Linked DNA regions of Mus musculus: regions 1 and 2 are each linked to region 3. Evidence: chromatin contacts called from public Hi-C and promoter capture Hi-C data. All regions are on one chromosome and are shown on one strand. Each heading gives the region's core, a stretch centred on a gene start, on an enhancer-like site or on the middle of the called end of the contact. The rest is flanking DNA. Distances are from core to core; before and after follow the strand shown. Region 1 overlaps Gm32269 (a long non-coding RNA gene). Region 2 overlaps Thrb (thyroid hormone receptor beta). Region 3 holds the start of Thrb (thyroid hormone receptor beta).

Region 1 (4,399 bases), core at 1,089-3,588, 57 kb before region 3:
ACTATATCTCCAGTCCTTACTCTTCTATTTTAAACCTAGTATCATCGGTGGCCCAGGCTGGGCTGGACCTCGTGATCCTCCCACCCATTCTTCCAAGAAGCTAGGTATAACGGTGTGTTCTCTGGCTACAACAAGGGTCATTTTACTCATAATAAACACCTCATAAAGAAGAATACGAGCCCAAAATTGAGTACCCTGTTGATCTATGGGGAAAAAAAAGATAATACATGTATACAAAATGTCATCCTTGAAAATAGTGTTTTGATACATATTCAAGTATCTATTCTCACTAGAAGTGATTCTGCTATTTTGCTTTTGAAAAGTGCTATAAGTACCTCCCAAGCTTCGCATCTGATATTCACTGGAGATGAGACAGATATATAGAAAAGGGATGTGGTGGTCTGAATACATTTGGCTCATAGCAAGTGGTACCATTAGGGGATATGGCCCTGTTGGAGGAAGTGTGTCACTGTGGAGGTGAGCTTTGAAGCTCTGCCTAGTGCAGAAGAGTCTGTTGCTGCAGTCATATCAATATGTAGAGCTCTCAGGTCTAACACCAGGCCTGACTGGGTGCTGGATGTTGATAATGGACTGCACCTCAGTTCCTATAAGCCAGCCCCAATTAAATGTTGCCCTTTATAAAAGTTGCCTTGGTCATGGTGTCTTTTCACAGCAATGAAAATCCTAACTAAAACAAAGATTATCCCTATGCAGAAGTCAAGAGGGTCAGAGAATAATTTGCTTCCTTGGAAAGACTGATCTCAGAAGATGTTGTAACCTACAGAGCATGGGTAGGTGGCACACACCAGAAAGCAGCCATTGGTCTTGTTCAAGGTCTCAAACACAGGAGTACAGTGGTGGCCTTTTCCCACTGGTTGAAGTCATCCAGGGGCTTTGCAGGCCCTAAGAAATGTCAGCAGTCAAGGTTGCACTTCCCCAAATGATAGCCATGCCAGTTCCAAAGACAGGGCACCTTCAGAATGAGAGGCCAAGATTAGTTCTGCCAATTTGCAAGGAACTGGCAAAGTGAATGTTGGCATGGCTGCTGGAGAGCTCAGTGCCTCGGAAACAAAACAGCCATGCTTTTCTTTCTTTATAGTTGAGTAGATTCAGTTTCAAATTACAGCCATAACTTTCTTGTTTATTTGTGAGGAGCTGATACAAACTCACCCATGTTGGTAGTTGGTACTTCTTAAGAAAAGCAGAGAAACAAAAATAAATGACGCCCACATAAAGAGTTCTATGAAACCATGAATAACAAGCTGATACTTCAGACCTAAGAAACTTTTCAGACACACACAAACAGGCATACATACATAGATTTGTGCATATGTGTACATGTACACACATACACAAACATATACATACATACATATATACATACATACATACATACATACATACATACATTGCACATACTCATATACTTTCACAAAGACACACATATATACTTGTACACATACATGATGCTTCCTGGCTATGTCACTGATCCAGCTGGACCTAGTGTGTGAACTGACTTACTTGTTTTCTGACACTCATATTCACCAGAAATGTTGAAAATAACAGAAACTGCTCTACTCAGCCAAGAATGGGATCTTTTACATTGACCCATGAGTTTTTTTTTAAGTGTTCTCTATCCATTACTATTTGCACTCAATTTATTTTCATTTAATGTATCTTAAAAGTTTCTCCCACCATCTCATAAGCATTTGCTGATAACCTCTCAGAGGATCCCAGCCACTCCGAGAAATGAGACCTCAGGTGGTCTTCACCCTAAAGGCCACTTTCTTTCTGTTTTGGTTCAGATCAGTGTGTTGTCTCACTTCTTCTTCAGTCTCTTTGGCATCTTTTTAAATACTTACTTTATTTACATTATATGCATACACATGGGGGTGTGCAGGCAGCAGCAGAGGCCAGAGATGTAAGATCCCCCTGAAGCTGGAGTCACAGGTGATTTTTAGCTGTCCCTGTGGATGCTGGGAATCAAACTCAGACCTTCTGCAAGAGCGGTACACTGTTGATTTTGCGTCATCTCTCCAACCCTTCTTTGGTAGGTCATGAGATTCTCGCCCCATTTTCCTTAGGTTTGCTCATAGTACCACAGAGGAAGACAGTTGAAGGCCACACACATGCCTGACCCTTTTACTCTACAGATGTGGCTCTACTGCACTTTCACTGCACAGGTCACCTCTGCATGCTACATACACTGTGTCCTGCCCAGAGTCCTCAATTCTCAACCTTGCTCAACCCCTCCCCCCTTTTACAGCTGTAACCTTCCATGGTACCATTCATTCTTATCATCCTCACTCTATATTTAGAAACTAGCTGCCTAATTAATCTGCCTAAGCATCATCCTTCCTATAACTCCCTCCCTCCATCAACCTATCCCCTAACTACCATCCATCCTATAACACCTTCTCCCTATCAATCCATCCCTTAACCACTATCCATTCTATAACATCCCCCTTTATAATTCTACCCCTTTCTACCTTTCCTTCAGTTTCTCTCATATTTACTATAAAATCCTTGTGCTCAAAATTCCCCCAACCTTAACCCAGATATGATCATGCACAATTGCAATCCCAGTAATTGGAAGAATGAGGCAGGGGGATGGCAGGTTTTCAGCCATCCCTACTACACAGAGAAGGACTTGTCCTCAAAAAAGAAAATGAAACAAAATAGAATTCTCTAAATGCAGAACACTGAGAAGAAGAGATACAGGGCTAAGAAGACCATAAGGAAGTCAGCCATCGCCCAGGGTAGATTTTTGTGCTTTTAAACCTCTGATTTCAAAGCATAATTTATTTTTACTTTTGTTTTGTTTTGTTTTGTTTTAATTTAAATGAGTGAACCACTTTAACTTTCAAAGACCAGACTTAATCAGTCTGTTTAAGCAGTTCCAAAGCATAAGGAAGAAATTTATAAATATATTTAATTCAGCAATATACTTGACAAATTAGCTGACAGAAATCTCACCATCAGTGTCAGGCCATCTCCCTGCAGACCCTAGATAAGTGCAAGCAAACACAATGGAAATATACAAATCAGAAAACAGAAGCCATCTCTCATGGGACTATACACAAACCCTAGATAAGTGCAAACATGATAGAAATATACAAGTCAGGAAGCAGAATGCAGAGTCTGTAGAGTTTACAGTCAGTGTCATATTGGAGCACATGGATGGCACAAGGAAAATACTACTCATTGCTTCAATAATACCAAATGAAATGTTACGGAAAAATTAAGTTGCATTCCTACTGGAAAGCATTAACATTAATTTCCAAACCAAGCTTATGAGTGAAACTGAAAAATTCCTCTTAAATAGCACCGATAATGAGAAAAGACATTCTAAATTCTCATGGTTCACAAGGTACAAATGATGCTCCCCACCAAGGAATGCCATGTATCCATATAAGAAAGACATCATGCCATAACTTAAAGCACATTTGCCAGAGGAATGAAAATTTAAGTTGGTGGTCTGAAGTAAAAAGGCTAACCATGTGACTTCATCCATATTTCTATGTACTTGTTACAATAAGATAAAACTACACTTTCCTCTGCAGGGACTCTCTGCAGAAATACGGAGAAAATTCCAAGTGTGAAATCTGGAAATTGTTTATTCATTTTGCTTTAAAGTCATTGAAATAGACTGAATTTATCTGATTTTTGAAGTTTAAAAGTTCAGATGTTTAAACAAAAGTATGATTAAAACGTTCATGGCAGGATAGCAGTGTTTAGAAAGCAAATTTATAAAAATAATTATAGTTGTTTTATATAGATGAAAACTACAGAAATAATGAACTGCCTAAAAGGAACCATCATAATAATAAGACTGTGAAGAAATTTCCAAAAACATAGGCGGAATAGATACATACCCCTGAAAGAAATAAAAAATGTTAAGCTTCTGCAGAGGGAATAAGGATGACTAATTCGGGAAGATATTGGCTGAACTGGTTAGGAAATGTCAAAAGAATAAACTACTCTCAATGCCTGAGTTTGAGAAACAGCAAAATGTTACAGTTGAGTGCAGACAGGCTTCTAGAAACCAAGTCATGATCCTTAGAGTTGAATTGTGCTGCTAAAGAAAGAGACAGCAATAAAAATGCCCAAGGAGGCAGTCACTGAAAAGGAAAGTAGGAGAAAGAGGCCTTTAAGCAAACAGCATGAAGGCAGATTATTTAATTAAAGGTATTTGAAAAATAAACTGGTAGATAAAAAGCATACCTGGCTTCCACTTCCTTTATTACAACAGTATCCATTCCAGAACGATGAAACACTAAATAGCTGTGAAATAACTAACACTGTAAAATGTCTAGAACATAACTAAATACACAAAGCCAAGTTTATGCTAGTGAATATAATACAAACAACATCATTTTTACAGGGAAAAACGGTAAAC
Region 2 (4,666 bases), core at 1,742-4,241, 37 kb after region 3:
AATGCGGAGTAGCTGAAATCTGAGAGGGAAGCACAGAAGCTCACAGGCCACCTGGGAGACTGTGGATCCTGTTCAGAAAGTGGTTAAATGATTTTGAGGATCGTGGTAGCGGAAATACCATACTTTGACTAGACTTTGAGAAGGTCAGATTGGCTATTTCATCAATATTCTATGACTGTGAGGTAGTAACAGATGACAACCTAGGGGCTCTTCTAAGAGTGACAGAAATGATGAGCTGGCAGTGAACAACCAGTGGGATTGGGAAACAGTGATCTAGTTACAAGTGTGTGTTCAAAGGGGCAAAGTTAAAATATTAACTCTCTTCTTCCCAGCTACTTAGCCGTGGGCAAATTAGTTTCCCAAGGTCACCATGGCATTAGTAGTAATCCAGTATAAATAGGATCCTCTTGTGGAATTAATATGGAAATGGGAGTTAGTGTTATGCAAGTGTTCTCGGGTCCCTGACACACCCCAAATGCCCTCATTAAGTAGAGCTGCTTATTTGCTATTTTCACCTCTTATGTGGACAGGTACTGGGGATCCTCTGCTTGGGGAAGAGGAAGGACACAGTGATTAAGATTCCAGGACTAGGTATTTGGTGGTTCCAGTTCCAATGGTAGAGAAATGTGGAGAGAAGAGTTGGAGGAAGAGATTCAATTAGTATAAGCTCTCCAAGTGGATATGTCAGGTAGCTGGGATCTGAAGGTCTGAGTCATATCCCAGACCAGAGACAGAACAAACCAAAGCACAGTGGATCCATTTGCAATAAAAGAGTCAGTATTTAGAATCCCCCTCACCCCAGGTGGTGAAACAATGTAAGAGCCTACCTTTGTCAGAGGGGAGGTAGATGCAGTTATATATTGTTACCACACAGACCTTTGAACCATTCTCTGTTTACTACTTGAACGGCTACAACTAGTCTACATGTGGATGTCGGAGGCTGAGACCCGAGAGGAAGAAGCAAGGGCCAATCCTCTGTTGGTGCTTGAAGGCTGGCTGCAGTGCTGTGCTGGTTCCTAGGCAGAGGGGAGTGGGAACACCTCTCTTTCAAATGTCTGCTGCCTCTGTAGTGTTTCTCTTCTGTTGTCATGATAAAAACACCCTGACAGAAAGAGACATAAAGGGGGGGGGGGGTATTTGACTTACAATTCTAGGTCACAGTTCATTATTTTGGAGAAAATAAGGCAGGAACTCAAGACGCTAGTCAGATCACATCCACACTCAAAAGCAAATGGAAAAATAAATGTATCCCTGCTTACTGCCCATACTCTTCCAGAGTCCAGAGTCCCTGCCTAGTGCCTGTGCACAATGGGCTGGGTCTTTATTTCCAGGTCAATTACCAATCAAGACAATCCCCACAGAAATGGCCACAGACAAACCTGATTTCTAAACTGAGACTTTATTCCTAGTTGATTCTAGATTTCAACAAGTTTACATTGACAACTAACCATCACAAGTAGACATTTCTTATAGGTAAAGAGCAGAAATGATACCTGTAAGCTGCGTAGGCCACTGCCTGGAAGCTCATGCTGAGACCTTTTCCGCAGCAAGACTCCCCCTGCCATTCCTATCTCAGCTGCACACATCTCCAGCACCCTCCCAGCACCCTGCCTACCTCCACTGGGAGAGGACAATGGGAAGATAAGAAAGGCAGTAAGAGACTTAAGGACCAGGTTGAGGGTAGTGAGAACATACTGGATACAAACTCTGAGGGAGTCCCAAGTGAGTAAGTAATTAAGACAAATATTTCAATGCATTCTTTTAAAAACTGAAACCAAAGTACAAGAGATCCATGACAATGGAATACTTATTTTTAATGAAGTCAGAATTGGTCTTTGCCAATCTACCCTGACCTCAAGCTCAGTTACTTAGTGGAACACTGAGATCTGGCCCCCAAGTTACCTCATTTTTCTCAGAGTCAATACTTGTCATCAGCCCTACATAATTCAGGCATTTCTAGATGTTAAGTACTCCAGAATGTGACCTAATCCCAGGGTTCTGGGTACACTGAGCTTGGGGCTTGAGGGTTTGGTCAACCCACTTAAAACAAAGTTCCCAGCTTTCCCCACCTTCATAAACCTGGAACTGTTGTACAAGTACCAAATGAAGCTGGTATTTAAAAGTCTGTTTCAGATTCAGGTGCTGGAGTCTGACACCCCTTACCAACTCGCAGAGAGTTTCATATGCAGCAGGGACAGAGAGCCCAGCACAGCCATTCTGAGTGAGAGCTGATTGCTCTGCATGAGCCTGTAAGCTGCCAATGAGACTCTCTGGTCACGAGAGAGAAGACGAGCAGAGGTCTCCGTATCCCCAGAGCTGCCTTAAGGTTTTCACTTAGAAAGCTAAAGGTAGGTCAGGTGGCTCCTGGCTTTGGCTCCTTCACCCCAAAGTAAATTTTTTTCCAGTAGAAACTACAGGGAAGTTTAAACATTGTGAGCAGGTGGATACTGAACACTCAAGTGGCAGCTGTCTCTCCATCGGTCAGATTTGTCTTGAAGATATTCCTTAGGGTCATGGAATACCACATAATTTTTAATTATGCTATTTGGATATGTTTTAATTAAAGAAGAAAATTGTCCTAATCTTAAGAGTATTTTGACATGTTCATTTGCACTCCTGGATAACTGGCCTCTGGGAACGGAGTAACCTAGTTTGGTCCTAAGCTGCCGCCACCAGGCATGACTGCTGTTATTGTCACTTTAAGATTGCAACATTGGTTTGGTGACCTTCATACCAGTCCACTGTAGAAACCTTAATCTCTCTTCGAGGGGAGGGCGGGGGGGGAAGTATGCCTGACAAAGATTGTCCTGTTGTTTGTTTGGGTTTTTGTTTTTTGTTTTTTGTTTTTTGTTTTGTTTTTTAAAAAACAAAAAGCAAACAAATTAAAAAAAAAAACAAAACAAAACGGTTTTCCATTTACCTGCACTTCAGAACACCTGGTTTAATTTGTCCAGGAGGATAAAGTTCACTATTGCACAACTCAGAAACTTACTTTCGAGTTTTTAGAGAAAATGAACAGAAGTGTCATACAGTGTACGTGGTGCAAGCCCTTGTCAATACATAGGTTGGGTCATTTTAAAGAGGAAAGTAGGGCATTTTACACATAACCTAGAACGTGTACCTAAAGGTACAGAGGGGCGAGGGCATCATTGTTCACCAGAATTATCTCCCAGACTTTGCCACTCATATCTGAATGCAGGACCACATCAGGACAAATAAGCTTTAAGGAGGTTTGCTGGTGTAAATACAAGTTCTGTTGTAATCCAGCAGGCCTATTACCCGGCCTTCTACAGGAACTCAGTACTTTATCCTTACTTCCCTTGAATTAATACTAATAATTTCCAGCTTATGAATATGTATCTAGTATCAGAGCTGTGCTTATGTAGTGGACCTCTGAGTCTGGACATGTGTGGGTGTGTGTACACGTATGTGTATGTGGACCACAGAAGCAGATATCAGGGGTCTTCCTCAATCACTCCTCATCTTAGTTTTTGAGATGAGGGTTCTCACTGAAACTGAAACTCAGCAATGTGGCTAGGCTAACTATCTAGAAAGCCTTACGGATCCCCTAGTCTGTGCTTTCCCAGTTTTCCTGTTGTGGAAGGGAGTGTGTGTGTGTGTGTGTGTGTGTGTGTGTGTGTGTGTGTGTTGTTTAAAGAATTAAGGTAAATTTTTAAACGGAAAAATATTGAAATCAAATTATGTCATTCTACTTGAAGGGATCTAATTCCCTTTCCCTCATCATTATAATTCATTACTAAGATTAATATTTGTGCAGAAAAATCTTGCCAGTGTATTGTTTTGTTTGAGTTAAGCTTTCCCTACAGGCCAAGTGTTTAGCTAAAAGATAAAATCAATATTCTTTAGATTGAGTCCATTAATTTGAAATGCCTTTGCACGTCTTCCAAAAACCTTTTGCCCAGATATGATGTCTGTAGACAAATATCTGCATAAAAAACTGATACTGACTCGGTTTTTGAGAAAGTTAAATATCCCACTGCAAGTTGGGGTTGTGGGACTAAACAATGGTCTATTACCAAGCAGGAAAAGTAAGTTAGGTTCTTTCTCAATGAGTTTAAGTTTGGCCCTGCAATCTGTCCTTGGGGTGGTCTCCAGCTTGGGACACTTGCATGGTCCTAGAGCTTTGTTGTCAAAATGCCAATTTCTGACAAATGTCAGGTAGATCTTGCTGGGAATTTTTTGCGTGGTATACTGCATTTCTAAGCCCACTGCCCTGGTTTCAGAAATGGGCCCTGCATATGGGAAGCCACAAAAGTGGCTGAGAGCAGATTTAATGAATGAAGACTCATTGCATGCTTTGTTCTGTGCCAGCTCAAACAGCTTGCTTAGCAGTCATGGTGACATCTACATGATTTCCAGCTCCATTTTCTTCTTTCTTTGCTTTGGGGACCAATTATATAGCCACCTTCTTGTACTTCTGTGACCTTCTTTTACTTCCTAGCACTCAAATCAAGAACTAACTCTGCCCCTGCCTCTGTTCTGACCACCTACTCTCTGCCTTCCTCCATCTCTTTTACGGCTGTCTTTGGGGTTATCCTCAATGCTTATTCTCTGGAATCTGAGCTCACACCTCCCTCCACACCTGTGTGGTCCCTCCTGTCACCCATTTCACCTGGTACACACTGTCCTTTGTTGTCATCTGCTG
Region 3 (5,050 bases), core at 1,430-3,929:
GACAAAGTGTAGTCATATAAGAAAGCTAAAAAGATAAGCAGTGCTCACAAATGCAGGAATTAAGAGAGAATATTTTTAAAAACACATTTTACCATGTTCAATAAAGATCTATGGCCAGTTGCACTGTGACCCATGCATGCTCTTGTTGGGCTTCATGTTTCATACTCTTTCTTGCCTAATAGTTCTTTAGGAAACAAACAGATGGCTTTCTTCCTTGACTGGAATCATCAGTTTGAAATTCATAGACTGGTCAGGAGGATGGTGTAGGTGAACTGTGATCCTAGGTTCTGAAAATAAGCAACTGTGCATCACAAGCCAGCAAAGATGGCACCTGAGACCCTGTGCTCCCAGGTTAGGATATCTTTTGCTTTCCCAGGAGTTCTCATGACTCTGAGAATTCCCATGACACTGTGTTGTGTAACAGATTCTTATGGTAACCCCTTACCACCACCCCACCAGCTCTGCTCTCTCAATACCCATTCAAATAGAATCCTACCAAATTTCCTGTTGGAGCGTTGCGATTATATAACACTGTTACAACCAGTCTTGTAAGCCGTTTAATACTTTCACTGATTCTCATTTCATAACTTTCCAAGCAAAATGAAATCAGACAAAACCATCTGAACAAAGAAAAGTAATCTTTTGATGTTGTTGTTATAGTTCATTTTTAGTATGTGGTTTTCTTCAGAAAGAATTTAAGAAAAAACATAGCTCAGAATTATACTAGAAGTATAACGTCCAGGGATTCCGGGTTTCCCAGGGGCCTCTTGAATTCCCCTTTCTAACTTATTACAGAGCTGTTCACAAGTCTCCCCCCCCCCCCCCCCCCCCCCCGACCTGGGCCAAGCCAGGCTTTTCCTTGCAGCCACCAGGGGGCTGTCTGGTTAGGAACTGGGTAGGAGAAGCTGCAGCTTTCCTCCAAACCAACCAAAACCTCCCAAGGCAGCTTTGGAGCAAAGCCCAGGAACTCGCCTGCAAAACAACCTTCACTCTAGAGCCGGCAAGTTCTTAGTGAAGCTTCATTCCGGGTGAGGAATAAAACACGGATTTCTTACAAAGAATTCAAAGGGCAGCCGAGTCTGTGCTGGCCGCGGGGAAAGGCAACGTTCTAGCAGCTGCTTTCTCTCCTGAGTCCTGCTTCTGACTCGCCACAGTTGTTAATGCTGTGACAGGAGGTGTGTTGGCCTTTCTTCTTTTTCCTTTCCTGTGGACTGCCCAAATAACACCCCCGGGGGGGCCTTATCACCCGTGGGGAAATCTAGACAACTCTTTAAAATGATCTAGACATCATTCCCTTTTATACCGTGTTACAAGAGTATGTTGAAGAAAGATTTTTCAAGGTATTTTTTTTTAACAGTGTTCATAAGAACATAATTGTATTCGGTCCTTAATCAAAGTAGTTTTGTCGCAATTGTTAACTTCCCATTGGCTGCGAGTTCTCTGAGCACTCTGCGTTTTTCCAATAAAACCTACCTCCAAGGCGTAGCTGGAAGACTGCCTGGGTCATCTGGAACAGCACACTGTCGCCCGCTGTTTTCTCCCAACCTGACCTTCGGAACTTGAGGTATGGACATTTCAGCGCTATGCTTGCAAGTGCAGAACCCTTCCAGGGTGGAGATTATTTTTGTCTTCTGGTTTTGTACTTATATTTCTAGGACAGAGGCGAAATAACGAGGTGTCCCTTTAAACCCTACTTGTAGAACCAACCCGGAACACACTCAGTGAGGTGTTGGGGGGGGGGGGCACTTCTCATTTAGGGCAAGCAAGGCATTGCCCATTGGTGTGGGGGAGCAGAGCGTCCAGAGCCACAGGAGGATCTGAGCGCCCCGTGTTTCCAAGCGCACCACAAGTGGTTTGGGGGCGGAAGGAGGAGCGCGGTGACACCTGCCGCGCCTGTCGGGCGACTCAGGAGGGTTGTGCCCCTGGAGATCCCCTCTATCTCCTGTCATTCATACCCTACCCCACCCCCTGTCACACTCCTACCTCTTCAACTAAAAGAATGATGGCTCAAATGGATCCTCCACGCTCCTGCAGTTGGGTGGGTGGACGCGTGTCCACCAGACCCGCAGCTACGTGACCCCGGGGGAGGGTGGCGCACAAGGCGCCGTTACCGCAGAGTCGTAGCGGGGGACATTTGCACATAAGCGGCAGGTGCGCAGGGCACTCGAGTGGAGGGTTGCTCGGGCAGTGGCAGGGAGCACAGCCCGGAAGCCATTTCGTCTCTGATACTCTGGCGGAGCCAGGGTGGCCTGAGCCTGCCGCAGCTGCTGGGAGAATCGAACAGGCTAGAGGACCAGAGGGGAAGAACGGTCGGCGGTTCGCCAGCGGCGGAGGAGCTGACACCCTAGTCCCTAGTAAGGCTACCGCGCTGGGTCCTCCGGAGTCGGAGACTCCGGCCCTGCACCTCGCCGCCCGCGCAGGTCGCGGCAGAGAGGTCGCCGGTGTCCTGGGACCCACGCTGCGCCCCTCAGCGTCGGCGCCGGAGGAGAGTTGACAGGTCAAGGGAATAGGGCTCGCTCGGGAGCCCGCGCAGTACTGGACCCCGTGGCGGAGGGGGCGGAGCGGGGAGGAGACTGCGGCTCGGCCGAGCACGGCGCAGCCTTGGGCGGGCGGCCGGCCGGCGTGACGCGGCGGGATTAACTTTGCATGGCTAATACGAGCACCAGAGCTGAGGCCACCGGCTGCTCGGCCGCAGCTCGCCAGCACGCCGCCTTGGGGCGCCACCTCCAGGCTCCAGCGCTCTGGTAACTTGGCAGGGTGGGCGGGCGTGGGGGGAGGTCTACAGGTCTTGCGGGCCGGGCGCGGGTGGCCAGCGACGCGCTCTGTCCTTGAAGCTGGCCTCTGAGACCGGCTCCTCTCGGGCTCGGGCACCCGGTGCAGGGACCTGAAGCCAGAACCCAACTAGGGACAAGCTCCTTGTGAAATGGAGTTTGACGTCCTGGGCTCCGAACCCAGTGGAAGTTTCCATGAGGAGGAAGTTGTAGGGCATGGGGGTTCGGAAGAGGCTGACAGGCGCGGGGGTGGGCGATTTAAAGGGACTGTGGGTCTCGTGTCCCATCTTTTTGGCTCCTGCACAGGAACTCCAGGCTTTGGAAAGGAGAAAGGTCCTGAATAAGCTGCTGCTCAGTGCCAGTCTGCCTCTCATCCGCTCCGCAGGCTCCCTCCCTCCAGAATCGCTCTTTTCCTTTGCTTCTTTTGGGTTCTGCATGTTTGTGACGATCCGGGTGGTGTCAGCTGTGCTCCCTAAGACCGGGAAAGACGTCTTTGGAGGGTTTCTATTGTTAGGGTTAGTTGTCATTTTGGAGGAAGATTTCCCGTGACTGCAGTGGGATTATTATTGGAGCTAATTCTTAAAGCCTTCTGGTTTGTTTTTAAGAGGGAGGGGGCGGAGTGTGCATACGTGGGTTGTTTTTGGTTTTTTGTTTGTTTGTTTGTTTGTTTTTAATTAAAGGCTAACTGTATAATTTGCCCCAAATGGGAAGTTTTTAAAGGGTCTATTAAGCATTTCTATAGTGAGTCAAATAAAGAAAAGAATACCTGGGCAGGCAGGTTCGCTATCCCATTCTGCCCTTTGCACACACATGAAGAACTCAAAGACTGTCGAATCAGAAAATAACATTGCATAAATTCCTCCTCTTCAAGTGTGGTTGATCCTAGATACTAGTGATCAGTTTTTAAAGACCTGTTTAAAACTGAACATTCTTTGTTCAATGCATGAAAAGGAGAACACAGCAAGCAATTTAGTTAACGATGACCGTATTAAGTAGTGTAGACCCGTTGGGGAGTTTCTTTATATGATTTATCTCTGGTTTAGCATGTTTGATGATACTGTAATGAAATATCCTCACTGTGTTGCAAAGGAATAAAATTTTCTTTTTGGTAAAGAAACGTTCTGTGATTCATTCTGAATATTCTGGATGACTGATCTCCCTAATTCACTTCAGCTTGTTATTTCCCGTTCTGAAAGAAGTCATGAACTTGGTACCATTAATGAAAAGGTGTTTCGTGGGAAGTATTTTGGACAGGGGCAGATTTTAGAGTGTTTTCATGCTGATTGGCCGTGCTTCAATTGACCCGGAGAGATATTAAGTAAAAAGTGCATTTGCTTGAGCCATTTTATGTGAAGAAATTAGTGAAGAATAACTTATTGCTTTCCCATGTTAAATAGATACTATTAGGATCCTATATTTTAAATAAATTCCAATTGTTTATTATATACTGGAAAAGAAAAATCTGCTTCACTTTGTGAGTAAAGGTAAATGGTACTGAACTGCTTCAGAATTGCTAATTTTTAATGAAACTGTTCTTGTTGGCATTACAATGCAAAAGCTTAATCTCATTGGCATTGAGGTATTGCTATATAAAGTAACTGGCACTAGAAGGGGGATAAATATTTGACTTCTCCCCTTCCAGCTTCTTTGTGGTAAATTTTGTATTAAAAAGAAACAAGCTGCAACTTCCCTATAATCCAGCACCTCTGGAAAAGGATGACTTGTTAAACAATTCCTAGGAAGGGAAAGCTGAGGCCCGCTCCTTCCCTGCTTGTTTGTAGATGCTGGTTCCATCCAGCAATGGATGCTTGGAGCTACCAGACAGCTTCTATACTTACTGTGTAGTAAGCTTATCTTTTCTATGGAAATCAGTAGAGGTGACTGGCTTCTTTAGTCTCTTGCTCTTGTGGAGGTTACATGCCACCTTCTTAGTAGGCAGGCTTTTTTTCCCTGTGTTCTCTCTGAAAGATCCTCTGCTTTTTGATCTGTTTTTCCCCTCAATACTAGCTATGGTCAGAACTGTTCTTTTGTTCTGATACTTGTGAATTTCCTCTTTAACACTGAATTCTGACTATTCTAGATGACAGCATGGTGTTCAGGAGGACGACAGTGTTCATATCTTTTTGCACTCTTGTTCTACCAGCATTTGCAAGAATACCTAGTACTCCATAGGCACTGGTAAATTTTAACTGAACAAATTAGAAAAAACATTGCCCTGACCCCAATGCCTGGCTAAGTACTTCAACCATTGCCATTTTGGACATGCCTAAAATCTGGTG

What was found. Promoter capture Hi-C pulls out the DNA fragments that hold promoters and counts their contacts. Hi-C and Micro-C count contacts between places; a contact is called where the count stands out from the background.
Region 1: a contact with region 3 is called in a Hi-C map of rod photoreceptor, with 3 times the contacts expected there. The contact joins the enhancer-like site here to the promoter of Thrb in region 3. A contact is called at or near these places in 1 of 39 promoter capture datasets (the HPC-7 cell line), 2 of 484 Hi-C or Micro-C datasets (nephron progenitors and rod photoreceptor) and 2 of 9 other capture datasets (adipose tissue and liver).
Region 2: a contact with region 3 is called in a promoter capture Hi-C map of liver, with 2.8 times the contacts expected there. The contact joins the enhancer-like site here to the promoter of Thrb in region 3. A contact is called at or near these places in 2 of 39 promoter capture datasets (both in liver), 1 of 15 datasets of contacts at CTCF or cohesin (the G1E-ER4 cell line), 5 of 484 Hi-C or Micro-C datasets (all in liver), 7 of 115 datasets of contacts at active chromatin or transcription factors (embryonic stem cells, hepatocytes, intestinal crypt epithelium and 1 more) and 2 of 9 other capture datasets (adipose tissue and pancreatic islet).

The regions. Positions count from the first base shown.
Region 1 is chr14:17,601,578-17,605,976 of GRCm38.p6, forward strand. All of the region lies in intron 2 of Gm32269 (a long non-coding RNA gene), which reads right to left. Among named protein-coding and RNA genes, the nearest start is that of Gm32269, 29 kb to the right of the region's middle. Within about 2 kb of position 2,339, at least 3 of the 459 cell types and tissues checked have an H3K27ac peak or open chromatin away from gene starts, as enhancers often do. A contact at or near this core is called in rod photoreceptor, where this site is marked.
Region 2 is chr14:17,695,425-17,700,090 of GRCm38.p6, forward strand. All of the region lies in intron 1 of Thrb (thyroid hormone receptor beta), which reads left to right. Among named protein-coding and RNA genes, the nearest start is that of Thrb, 37 kb to the left of the region's middle. Within about 2 kb of position 2,992, at least 14 of the 459 cell types and tissues checked have an H3K27ac peak or open chromatin away from gene starts, as enhancers often do. A contact at or near this core is called in hepatocytes and liver, where this site is marked.
Region 3 is chr14:17,658,281-17,663,330 of GRCm38.p6, forward strand. Thrb (thyroid hormone receptor beta) reads left to right here and starts at 2,680. Exons shown (of 10, transcript NM_001113417.1): 1 at 2,680-2,744. It overlaps LOC115488350 (serine/arginine repetitive matrix protein 1-like), which reads right to left and starts at 3,298. Exons shown (of 3, transcript XM_030248233.1): 1 at 2,952-3,298; 2 at 1,984-2,884; 3 at 1,636-1,651. The coding sequence starts at 3,298. The coding sequence ends at 2,008.